2 separate regions of the Gossypium hirsutum genome follow, and region 2 is linked to region 1. The links are chromatin contacts, called in public Hi-C maps. All regions are on one chromosome and are shown on one strand. The core of a region is the stretch at or near the end of the contact, and the rest is flanking DNA. Distances in the headings are between cores, read along the strand shown. Region 1 holds the start of LOC121218490 (putative receptor-like protein kinase At4g00960). Region 2 overlaps LOC121218541 (a long non-coding RNA gene).

Region 1 (6,502 bases), core at 1,057-3,556:
GCTTAGGATCTTTGAGTTTTAGATATCACAAAGTTAACAAATAACATGTAGAAACAAATCCTTCTAAATGCTTACTAGGTCCCAACGACTTTGCTTGTGTCAGCTCGAGTTTGATCAACCGTAAACAATTTCGCCATTCCAAAATCTGAGATTTTAGGATTCATCTCTTCATCTAACAATATGTTGGCTGTTTTTAAGTCGCGATGGATGATTCGGTATTGAGAATCTTCATGAAGATAAAGAAGTCCCTTAGCTATTCCGTTTATAATTTTGTACCTCTTCGTCCAGCTTAGTAGCGAACGCTTTACTGAATCTGCGATTAATCATGAATTTAATAGTAATAACCAGAGATTATCAACTTTTCACCTCTATAGCATGACTTGAGTGGCATTCTACCAAATATATTAAACCATACCGAATATAAAGTTGTCAAGGCTTGAGTTGGGCAGAAACTCATAGATGAGAACCCTTTCTTTTTGTTCCAAGCTAAAACCAAGAAGCCTAACCAAATTCCTGTGTTGTAGCTTCGCCAATAACATCACTTCATTCTTGAATTCTTGTTGTCCTTGTCCCGAATTTTCAGACAGCCTCTTTATAGCTACTTGCCGTCCATCCTCAAGCTTACCCTGATAGTATTTGTAACAAAGAACAATGATAGAAAACACCAACTTTTATTTCCTATTATTTCTTGGAAGCCATCAAACTGGAGGCTTCACTTTCATATATTTATCAATTTTCCAAATCTTAAATTACCTTATAAACAGGACCAAATCCACCTCGTCCCAGTATGTTTGCATCCGAGAAGTCTTTTGTTGCAACTCTTACTGCATCAAAGTCAAATTGCAACGATTCTACACGGGTCTTGGCATCTGCAGGTTGACACAGAACGAATTAAGGCTTGCGGTTAAAGGAGGTCTCATGCCAAAAAAAAAAGTTATAACAAATGAAAACAAGAGAAGAAAGCACTTGCAACTTTTTTGCTCATTTTTATTTCCTAAAGTATAAAACCATGCTTAAACATTGGAAGAAGTACATCAAAAGAGAGTAGAGGACCAACTTACTTTGATCATCCTGCTTGGGTTTCGCGATCCTTTTACGGAGAATAGCTACTGCAAGTATGACAAGTACTGCCACCAAGATAACAATTGGAACAATGATAATGACTAGGGTCTGGGATGAACGGTGGCCACCTTCCTCTGCACAAGCAACAACTTTTCATTCACATCAATTTCTTCCTGAAACCAGCATGCCGACTAGCAGATCGGTAGTTACCTTTTTTGATTGTGTTCACCGACTGTGGCGGAGGACTAGCAGCTGGGGGTGGAGGACTAACAGGTGAGGGTGGAGGAGACAAGGATGGAGAAGTAGTAGAAGCATTGGGTGTATAAAAAGGATACAAATCCCATTGGAAATAACAGCTAGGCCTCTGAACATAACCTCCTTGCTTCCCATGGCAACAGCGTTCATAGTAGCTTATGGATTGCCTTAGGCAGAAATCACAATTCTGGTATGATAAATCTGGAGTGCACTGCATTAGCGCATATATCGTTTGGGTTATTGTAAAATCTGCTTCCCCAGTTGCATACTTAAGAGTAGAAGAGCCGTTGGAAGCGTTTCTCACCACTGTGTCCATCAAACTCTCCCAAACCGTATCAAATTCTGTTAAGTTAAATGTGATATCGCCCGTATTATAGCGTGCATCAGGGACTCCTAGATCCTGCGGGGTTCCATAAAACGAGTGATTTGCATAGTGTACATGACATGGTTTCCCTCCCCATGCAAGGGCTTCCTTCTGGTTGGGACAGTTAGCTATGAGTTCGTGGAATGTAGAATTGACACATTTATAACAATCGTCAGGAGTAGAGTCTCCTCTGCACATACCAAGAGCGTAAACTTTGTCGGCGTTTTGGCCAAAATTGGAAGTAAAGAAACCACCTTTTGCAGAGACATTAGGTGGGAGAGAAGCAAGAAGAAGGTCCCGGTTTTTACCATAGGTACTATTTATGGTGAAATTACCAGTGTCATAGCATCTTATGTAAGCCTCAACAAGACTGATGCAGATAAGCAGATGGGAGAGAATTGAAGAAAGAGCTGTAAGTTTAACCCACATTTTGAGGTTGTATAATTTGAAGGAAATGAAACCCAAAAGAAAGAAGAGGGAACTTATTATTCCAGATTTTTCATGGCAGAGAAGAGGTGGGGGATTGAGTTGCAGAAAGAGTCAAAGAGCGCTCATTAAAGCAAAAGTCTTGAAGCTTTTAAAAGTCAAACGAAACTTGGTCTTTAACTACTCCGTCTTACCTATCTGAGAAAGAAAGGTGTGGTTAGTGGACAATCTTCTTTTGGATTCATTGACAATTGAACGTAATGGTGTTGCAATCCCGCCACAGCTGGAGGTTGAACTTGACAGTTAAAAGACAGACTACCAAACAATATAAAATGTATCTAAAAATGTCCAAAAAGGCTTAATTCATCCAAAACTCATTGAAATTCTTTTAAAGGTAAACTACATAAATTGTGACAGTTTTTTAGTTGGTGAGATTTATTATTATTATTATTAGATAATTTAAATTTAATATTTTAATCACTATGTTAAATCGCTAAGGGAATATTGATGAGGTCATTTTTATCAATATAATAAATTTAATCTTTTAATTTTTTTATAGGTTTTATCAATTTGGTCCTACTTCTAAAAAAATAAATAAATTTAATTCTAACTTTAAATATTATATCAAATTAGTCTTGATTTTAAAAATTTTAAAAATTATTTAAAATTTTATAAAAAATATATACAAAATTATAAATAAATGAATATCTATTTTTTATTTCTAACATAAATTTTATTTATTAAAATAACAATTTTATAAATATAATAGATTAAAAGAAAGACCATAAACAAAATTTTCTTTAATTTTAATTTTACCTTATAAATAATAATTTATTTAATATAGGTACAACCTTATTCTTGTCACATTTATCGAGTACTCAACATTGCATCTCTCAAAACCACCGGCAGTTAAAAGATACACAGAGGAAGATGTGTTCTCGGATTATTTTAGCCACATTTCCTACCAAACAAAATATTAATTGCGAAGAGAGAAATAAATGGTAAAATAAATCTATCTAAAAAATCTTGGAGGGAGGGCTAATTCAGGCCATTCCTAATTTGCCCACACTTTCTTCCAAGTTTGTCCGGATGCCATGAATTCTTCAGCTAATACAATAATGAGTAAACTTGACCCGTTTTCTCATGGAAAATGCTTCCCTTACCGTCCATAGTTGTTTCGTCTCAAACAGACATTTTCCAGCCACCTATCTTAAAAAGGAAATGAATGGATTTCTAAATCCTATCAGTATACGTGTAGAAATTATAAATTTAAAACGTAAATTAAATTTTTTATCATAGTGTTATTATCTATATAAAATTGGTGTTGAATTAACTCGAGACACTAACTTAATAAAATATATTATTAATATATCTAATATATTTATCACAAGAGTGGGCGTGTGGGAATGTTTTTAAACTAGGTATGTTATGCTAATATAATTATGTGTTTATACTCATTGCCTTAAATATGTTGGTATTTGGATATGGCTAAAAGGATATGAACTATAAATGCTTTTAAACTAGGTACGTTATGCTAAGTTGCTAGTGATTTTAATGAATTAGTTATGATTGCACAAGATTTTATATGAGATGCAATAGCTAATTATTTTATAGTATTTGAGCTTCTGTAAACTCGTATGAAGCCTGAGAATGATTGTATTTCATGTTAGATGTATAATTGTTTGATTTTATCATTAAATTGTATGATTTAAATGTGAATTGCTCGTAGTTATTCCGATAATGAATGCGACACACCATAACTAGGACCCAACGATCTAGTCTAGTATCGGGGTGTTACACACTGCACTTCACTTATATATCTATTAGGATTTGGGAACCGATAGTCCAAGTGACCTATAGGATCCGGATCTCCGACCTGAAAAAAAATGTTCACCTATAGGCACAGTCAGTTGAGGACCCCATGGGAATGCAAGATGTTTGTAGAGAGAGCTCGTGTGGTAGAGCTCCCGTAAGCCTCACACAAATGAGGTCACAAGAAGAAAGCTCGTGTAAACCTCGCATGGGTGAGGTTAAGAGTCATGTCTGCGAAAAGGACCCCCGCTTGTGACTGACAGGTGCAAAGTTCACTAGGAGAGTCAGTCCCAGGGTCAGAAAGGACCGCGTGCTCCGCAGGAAAGCGTCTAATAAGCTAAAGGAGACCTAGAGAATGATAGCACCAGGAACAGGGAATGTCAGTGCCCTCGCCCCAAAGGCCAAGACAAAATAGTGGGCCCTATTGTGAGTTGTAATAGTAGCATTAGGAATGTGTTTAAATACCCATGTTTCCCTTAATACAACACAAGAGAATATTACTCAACAATTGGTGCAATAAGTGTGGACTACTTCCGACTGACAAATTTTCTCTAGTTTGATTCAGTTTTATTCAACCTAAAGAGAAAAATAACTCATCCCGACGAGACCTCTCCTTTCATCCCTTCATTCGATCAAGTAGGAGCATTGGGTCTTAACCCCCAACATGACGAAACAGACTTGTTTTCCACCTAGTTTGCAAATAGGTCAAAAACCTTGACAATGCGATCTATCGGGGGCCTTCTTCTTCCTTGGACCTTAATCTCTACTCTAGTCAGAGAAGGCCTCTTCCCTTAACCAAGAACCACCCATGTCGTAGCTCCAGGCCCTCCAAGAGCAGATAAAATTCATGAGGGAGTAGATGGTGGCACAAAAGGCATAGTTTGTAGAACAACAAGAATTTCAATAGGAGTTGCTAAGATAGAATGAGGAACTATGCCGAAAGGCATGTGTTGATAACTCAGGATCCTAGGGAAACGCTACCACCCAAGATAAAGCCTCTAGCACTCAGGTGAGAAAGTGGATAAATGAGATGGATGAGTTTTGTCGTGATGTGCGGGCCTTGCACCCAGAGTCGCAAGACATGGACTGGCTATTTTATTCTAACAATCCGCTAGCCCTCGAAATCACAGCAGTAGGCCAGCCTCGTGACTTCAAAGTGCCTAAGGATATGTTTGAAAGAAGAAGGGATCCACAAACCCATTTAATGTAATATAACAACTACATAAATGTGTTGGAAGCATCATACACCGCCAAATGCAAAGCCTTTTCTATGACGCTAAAAGCAAGTGCCAAAAATTGGTATACTTCTCTTCCACAAGGCTCGGTTCGCAACTTCTCACAGCTAAGGCAAATGCTCTCAGGAAGATTTTGGACCTACTGAACAATCATGAATTCACCTATGGGGTTGATTTCGGTGAAGCAACGATAGGGTGAGTCCCTCCAAGACTACATAAAGAGGTTCCATACAGCTACACTCAATACAAAGAACTTAGAAGACCAATGGGCAACAAATACCTTCATTATGGGGGTGCAGAACGACCATAAGCAGTACCCATTCATGAATAATAGGCTGCAGAGCCTAGCTAACCTATATGAACAGGCTCATAAGTTCGCAGAAGGCGAATAGATCAAGAGGATTTTATGCGTTAGTTTTCAAAGGGAGGATAGACAATCCATTAACAGAGAAGGATAGTGCACTAGGCAATCCTTTAGCAATCAGTTCTTTTGAGTTAGGGTCGATAGGCCGTACAAGACCTTAGCCCAATATGATACAGTTAGAAACCCATAGAGACACCAACAAGAGCATGCGAGGTGTTACACCCCAAGGTAGGTTCGAAGCTTACACCCCATTGAATACCATGCGAGCTTACATTCTTAACCATATAAAGAGCCTGTGATCCTTTCTAAATCGTTCTCAATGTGAAGTCGGTAGAAGGATAAATTCTAAGGACAGGTATACTTTTCATGATGATATGAGACATAAGACCGAAGATTGCTTCAAATTAAAAGACGTCATAGAAGGAGCTATCCAAAATGGAAAACTTGTTGAGTTCATAAATTGTAGAGGTCTGTAGCAGGGCCAAAGTTCGTAGGGATCAGACCCAAGGGAAAACAAAGGGTACGAAGAACCATTCATGTAATAGTAGGCACAAACAACGAGTGGATGCAATCAAGCACAAAGAGGCTAGCTCACATGGGTGATGTGATGTTGCTCAATACCTCAAAGAAATCGCGACACTAAGAATAGTTGAATGTGGAGTTCGGAAGTGGTGACAATGAGTTAATCTGCGAGAATATGTGAACGACCAAATGGTGGTTTCAATTAAGATCGCAGGGTTTAAAGTCAAGAGGATACTTGTCGATAGCGGCAGTGCAGTAGAAGTCCTATCTTGGAGAGCATACAAGAAAATGGCTTAAAAGAACAATCTTTATCCACAACCAGCCCTTTGTACAACTTCGTGAACTATCTTGTCGAAGTAAAGGGCATTGTCATATTGCCGATCACTCTGGGCGACAGTAAACACATGACCATGGAATGTGTCCAATTCAATGTGGTCGATCACCTGATGGTATATAACGCCA
Region 2 (6,502 bases), core at 1,895-4,394, 57 kb after region 1:
ACATGAAGATCTGGGAAGTAAGAAACGCTCCATCGAATAGGAAGGAATAGCCTGAAGTATGACCCTTAAAAAACTTCTTTCCCTCATTGAGATAAAAACCTGATACTCCAATTATCGATACACTTCTTAAAACGATCCTTCAGATTTTGAAAAGCTTCCTTTTTCCTCCGTCCCACCATATTTGGCAAACCCAAGTATCTCTCTGGATCATTCGATCTACGAACCCCCAACAAGTTGACAACCTGACTTCTGTCCTCCTTCAACGTGTTTTTGCTAAAAAATACTGTAGATTTTTTAAAATTTACGCTTTGCCCTGAGCAAATTTTATATTCTTCTAGTATGTCCTCGAAGATATTAGCACCCTTCCTTGTTGCCTCCCCAAATTATATGCAATCATCAGCAAAAAAAAGATGGGACATCTGTGGTCCACTCCTACTAACCCTGACTCCTTTCATAATACCTCTCTTCATTGCGGATCTTAATAGACTCGATAAGCCCTTACCGCATAAAAGAAAAAGGAATGGACTTAGTGGGTCACCTTGTCTCAAACCTCTGGTTGATGAAAATTTAACCCCTCTAAACCCATTGATAATAACTAAATAGGAAACAGTAGAGACACAATTCATAATGGCCTTCACCCAGTTAAGGTCAAATCCCATCTTTACCATAATTTTTTTCAATAAAACTCCATTCAACCCTATCGTAAGCTTTACTCATATCTAGTTTAACGGCCATAAACCCTTTTTTTCCCCAAATTCTTCAGTTTTAACTTGTGCAGTACCTTATGAGCAAGTAAAACATTGTCTGATATCAATCGCCCCGGTACAAAAGCACGTTGGGCTTCATCAATACATTTCCCAGTAACGTTTCGGAGCCTATTAGCAATAACCTTTGCAATAATTTTATAAAGGACATTACAAAGACTGATCGGCCTAAACTGTGACATGTTAAAAGGACTCTCAACTTTGGGTATAAGCACTATATTTGTAGAATTAATTTGACTAACCTCCAATTCACCATTCAACAATCGGAGACAGTAGGCCATGACATCTTCTCCCACAATCTGCCAACATTTCTGGTAAAACACTGCTGGAAAGCCATCTTCACCTGGCGCCTTTGTTGGGCCCATACCAAAGACAGCTTCTGTAATTTCTTCCTTGGAATATGGAGCTGTGAGTCTTTGATTATCTTCCTCTTGAATACACCGCTCGACCCCTATTAATATATGATCATAATTCCCCCTACTACCTGCTGAAAATAGATTTTGAAAATAAGCCTTGCACAAACACCATCTCTCCCCCTTTTTCATTTTTTAATTTGTGAATAAAGTTTCTCTTCTTTCGGTGTGAAGCATGACTGTGAAAGAATTTTGTATTTTTATCTCCAAACTTCAACCAATTTGTTCTGACCCTTTGTTCCCAATAGCACTCGTCTTTTTCAATCTCAAAATTAAGACTTATCATTGTATCGATCAATTCAGCTAAAGTCTTATCGTCCCTTTCTGCTATAACCAATTCTTCAAGCTTTTCTGTCAGAACTCGTTTAGATCTCTTCTTGTTAAATTGGATTCTTCTAGCCCATTTTTTCAGACCTTCTTTTAAATTCGCCAATCTCTGAAGCAATTCCCTTGAAGAATTTTCCCACAAAAGTTTAACCTCATTAATAAAGGACTCCTCCATAAACCACCAGGCTTCAAATCTAAAATTACTAATCCAACCTAGATCTTCAGATTTTCTGGTATCTAAAAGAAGAGGATAGTGATCTGAAAACGTATGAGTGAAATGTTGAACTTTCACATTAGGAAACAGCATAATCCACTCTGTGTTAGCCACTCTTCTGTCGAGACGTTCTTGAATATTTGTCTCTGGTAAATTACCCCTCTCCCAAGTGAACCAGCGGCCCACAAAACCCACATCATATAGGTGACAATCTTCAAGCATTTTCCTGAATAACTCCATCCTTCTTTCATCTCTAGGTAGTCCTCATTTCTTCTCGAATCCATACATGATTTTGTTAAAATCGCCACACACCAACCATGGAATTGCCTCACCCACTGCTAATTTCTTCAAAACTTCACATGAATCGTTTCTGTCCTGTGCATATGAAGAACCATAAAAGCCTGTAAATCTCCATTTAACTCCTTTTTCTTTATCTTCAACTAACACATCAATGTGTCTTTTAGAAAAACTACGTAGTATTAAATCCGTGTCAGTTCTCCATGTTAAACATAAACCTCCTCTCGTACCCTCAGCTGCAACTTCAATCCCGTGTAAGAAACCACATCTTCTACGAACAATTTCTAACTATTTTATACTTAATTTTGTCTCCATGAAAAAGACTATTTGGGGATTATTTATCTTCAGTAAATACCGAAGTCTTTTAACCGTCCGTTGTCTCCCCAAACCACGGACGTTCCAACTTAAGATTTTCATTGCTTCCGGTCGGCTGACCTTTTGGCAGTCGCCGATGATAAAAAGGTAGTGTCCTCCATCTCAACCCTGTTCCGTTTTTCCCCTCATCCCCAATAAAAGTTTCATCTTCCACGTCATACTCTATAGCTACTTTTCCTTGAAAGGATCTTAATCTTTCCTTCCCATAACCAATAGATGATCCTCCCCCAAAGCAACCCACAAGCTAATAATCTATTCCTTCTTTTTGTGTAGATGGTTCTTCCTGGACAATCAAAATTTCTTCTTCTTCATTAATCGAAAGATTTGCTAATCCGGTCTCCATACTTGCAGGATCTGTACAAAAACGATGGAACTCGCCCGCCTTCAAGAGAACAGAGAGGGAATATTCAGAAATTGACGATCATCAAGATTTGAAACAAATAAAACACCAGAACGAAAACAACCAAAAAACCTAATAACTCATGCCAGAGGCGGCAGACAATGCGTGCTAGGGCAGCAGACTATTACTATTTCATACTCTCAATTGCATAATGACTTTTTTAGTTGTTCAACTTAATATATATGTTTCATATTAATTTCAAACTAGATATTTCATTATTTAATAGATGTTATAATGACCCAATTTTATCTGGTCCAGACAAAAATAAATAAATAGAAATAATAGAGTCCATTAACAAAAGTCCATTTACAAAATCCTAAATACCCAAGACACCTAAGTCCAAGCCCAAAAAACCTAAACTAATCAAAAAACTCTAGATCCCCTATGCGCCGCTGTTTCTGGCCATGTCAGTGAATACATTGCCTGAGGATTGCCTCCATTGCCATCATTTCACTGAAATGGCAAGGGTGCGACTCCCTATTGTCGTTGACCACCATAACGACTTGCAAGAAGAAAGAGACAGAAACAGTAACAGAAACAACAATAAAAAAAGGAAAAATAAAAATGAATATCCTGTAATATGTTCGGCTATAAAAGCCATAACAACAAATGCATCTTTTTACAGACAATCGAAAGAGAAATACAGAAAGAAACTATAATAGTTTTTTTTAAAGGTATTTTTCTTTTTTTATTTTTTCGAATATTGCATATATATATAAAAGAATACGAAAGGTTTGTTTTTACCTCTATTACTGTCGTCGGAGTCTTCTATGGCTTAGAAGGCTGCAAAACCCTTGGGGGTTCGCCTAAGGCCGCGTCAGAGGACGACTAGAAACCGAAAGGGCCATTTTTTTGTTGTTGAACTTTGACCGGAGCTAGGGATTTTGACCCCAAATTCGAATTCCCCAAAAGATAGGGACAAAAGGCTTTTTTTTGCGATCTTCGGCCATCAGAGGCAGCAGTCTCTGTTGTCGATGATCGATGGCCACAGTTGAGACTCGCCAACACCAGGGCCGGATATGGAAGGGATGAGAGAAAAAAAGGGGCCTAAAGTTTTTTTTTAAAAGAATAAGTTTAGAAATGATTTTTTTTTTAGAACTTTTTGGTATATATAAGGACCAGGATGCAATGTCGTTTTGGCTAGGCTCTAGAGGCCCCAAAATGACATCGTTTTAAACACAACCCAATGACCCAAACCAAATTCCCTTAGGATCCGTACGTTTTCAAGGGGAGGGTCTAATTGCTTATTTGACCCTCCATCTTTTTTGTTATTTTACAATTTCATCCTACAATTCATTATTTAATTTCTATTTTTTCCCTTTTATTTTACTCTTGTGCAATTTAGTCCCTTGACCCACTATTGACCCTCCGAGGGAAGGACACGTGTAATATGGGTGGGATAACTACCCATTTGGTTCTTGTTCCTTTTCGTATGTTCTATTTTAGTCCTTTTTTTTGCTTTATTTATTTATATAATTCATACTTTAAATTTCATTTAAATTTCCATTTAATCATTCATTTATTTAATTTCACCCCTTTACTTACTTTTTTTTAGCACTTAAAATTTATGATGTTTATATTCTTTTTTTATGCATTTTTTAGGTGGTTATTACATATTTTTATTTATTTATTTATTTTGGTATTATGATAGTGATATGACTATTGCTATTAGTATTATGAATTAATATTTTTATTATTATTATAGTTGCATTATTATTATGGTATTTATTTATTCATTATTTATCATTTTAATATTGATATTTTGCCCACATGGCTATTTTATATTATTTTGCTATCACTATATCATGTATCATGTTTAAATATATTTGTCCATTTTCATATTATACCCAAATAAGTTAAATGCACATAGCTTTAAATGTTACATGATTTTTACTCAATGCATAAAAAAGGATATTTTTAAAACCGAGGCAACGTTCTTTATTTAGAAATTCGAGAAGTTGTGCCTTAACTTATGGGGTTCGACTCTCTCTTTGAACCTAAATAATCGAACATCCTTTTTACAACTAAAAACACATAAGATTTAAATAATAATTAAATAATGAGCAATCTTATTTTCGAGGATTTGAAATGTCGTGCCCTAACTTATAAGACATGACCTTTTTGGGCGTTATGAGGGTGACAAAACATTAAGTAATCAACTAGGTACCAATTTTGGGCATTATGAGGGTGCTAGTCCTTCCTCATTTGTAACCGACTCCCGAACCCATTTCTTGGATTTTGTAGACCAAAAATCATTGTTTTAGTAAACCTAACATTTTATTAAAATTACTAAGTTTTGAGGTGATCCAATCACATCTAATTAAAAATGATTGGTGGTGACTCTATTTTCGTTTTTTTTAAATAAAAAAGTTGATTTCCAAAAAGGTTTCGACAGATGTTTTTTTCACAATGCTTACTTTTGTTCTAAATGCATTCTACATGCATACATATGTGATAGAATTACTAATTAATATAATTTCCTCATTAAATTTAGGTTCACCAATTAATATAATTTCTTTTTAGTATGCATTATCCCACTTGAAAAGTTATAAAATAAGCTTTTCTTATTTTGAAAAATAAAATAAAAAAATGTAGAGTGCAGTGTTATATAACATAAAATGTTAAATATTTTTATTAATAATGTTTAATATTTTATTTTAAGTTGATTTAAGTGTAATTACATATAAATTTTTATTTGATTCAATTCTTGTAAATTATTAACACAATTATTGATATAACATTATTTTATATTTATATATTGCATACATAAATAATTATATTTATCCAATATAAAAATAAATTGATGTATTTATTTCTTTAAATATGTATGATTAAATTTCTACTATACATTTGAACCATAATTTGAGTTTCACGTATATAATTGTACCAAGTTAAAATTCATGTATACAATTACGCATTAAGTCAAAGTTCATATATAATTTTAAGATTTATCCCTTTTAAGTTTGTATATTATTATTAATTTCAAATTATTTGTTGCATTATTACATATATTTTAAATAAGTAGTTTACAAAAGTATATGTGTAGTACAATTGGAATACATTTATCATTCTAAATAAGAAGTATTTAACCATTTAATTTTTTTATTTATATTTAAATTTATTTATTTATTTTAATTTCACACGTATTGCATATATGTTTAGTATTAATTTCAAACTAGACATTTCATTATTTAATAAATGTTATTTTCACTATACTTACTTTTGTTCTAAATACATTCTATGTGCATACATATGTGATAAAATTACTAATTAATATAATTGTCCTGATTAAATGTGATGTCAGCAATTAATATAATTTGTTTTTAGTAGACATTATCCCACTTGACAAGTTATAAATAAGCTTTTCTTATTTTGAAAAATAAAATAAAAAAATGTAGAGTGCAGTGTTATATAACATAAAATCTTAAATATTTTTATTAATAATGTTTAACATTTAGAGTTATTTAAATTATAAAAGTATTTACTTTTCTAAACTTTCTAGGTTTTCACATTTTAAATCTACATTTATTTTATTATTTAAGTATTTATTTAATAACTTATTCGAAAAAAAAATATTGATTAATTGAAAGTTAATATTTTCAAAATAGTTTAATCTTTTAGATGTCCTCGCTCGTTTTGGTGTTGAAAATGGTACTACTATTCGAGGTGGATGATACTGAGGCCCTAGGGGGTCTCCCACAAAATTTTGAAA

The links. A called contact is a pair of places that touch in the nucleus more often than the background predicts.
Region 2: a Hi-C map of leaf shows a contact between it and region 1, with 2.0 times the contacts expected there. The contact joins the enhancer-like site here to the promoter of LOC121218490 in region 1. A contact is called at or near these places in 4 of 34 Hi-C or Micro-C datasets (leaf and petal).

Annotation. Positions count from the first base shown.
Region 1 is chrD06:41,457,969-41,464,470 of Gossypium_hirsutum_v2.1, forward strand. LOC121218490 (putative receptor-like protein kinase At4g00960) reads right to left here and starts at 2,307. Exons shown (of 7, transcript XM_041095733.1): 1 at 1,273-2,307; 2 at 1,062-1,196; 3 at 754-869; 4 at 416-626; 5 at 76-313. The coding sequence starts at 2,110.
Region 2 is chrD06:41,514,112-41,520,613 of Gossypium_hirsutum_v2.1, forward strand. It overlaps LOC121218541 (a long non-coding RNA gene), which reads left to right. Exons shown (of 2, transcript XR_005914922.1): 2 at 1-1,908. Among protein-coding and RNA genes, the nearest start is that of LOC121218541, 3.9 kb to the left of the region's middle. Within about 2 kb of position 3,145, at least 8 of the 9 cell types and tissues checked have an H3K27ac peak or open chromatin away from gene starts, as enhancers often do. A contact at or near this core is called in leaf, where this site is marked.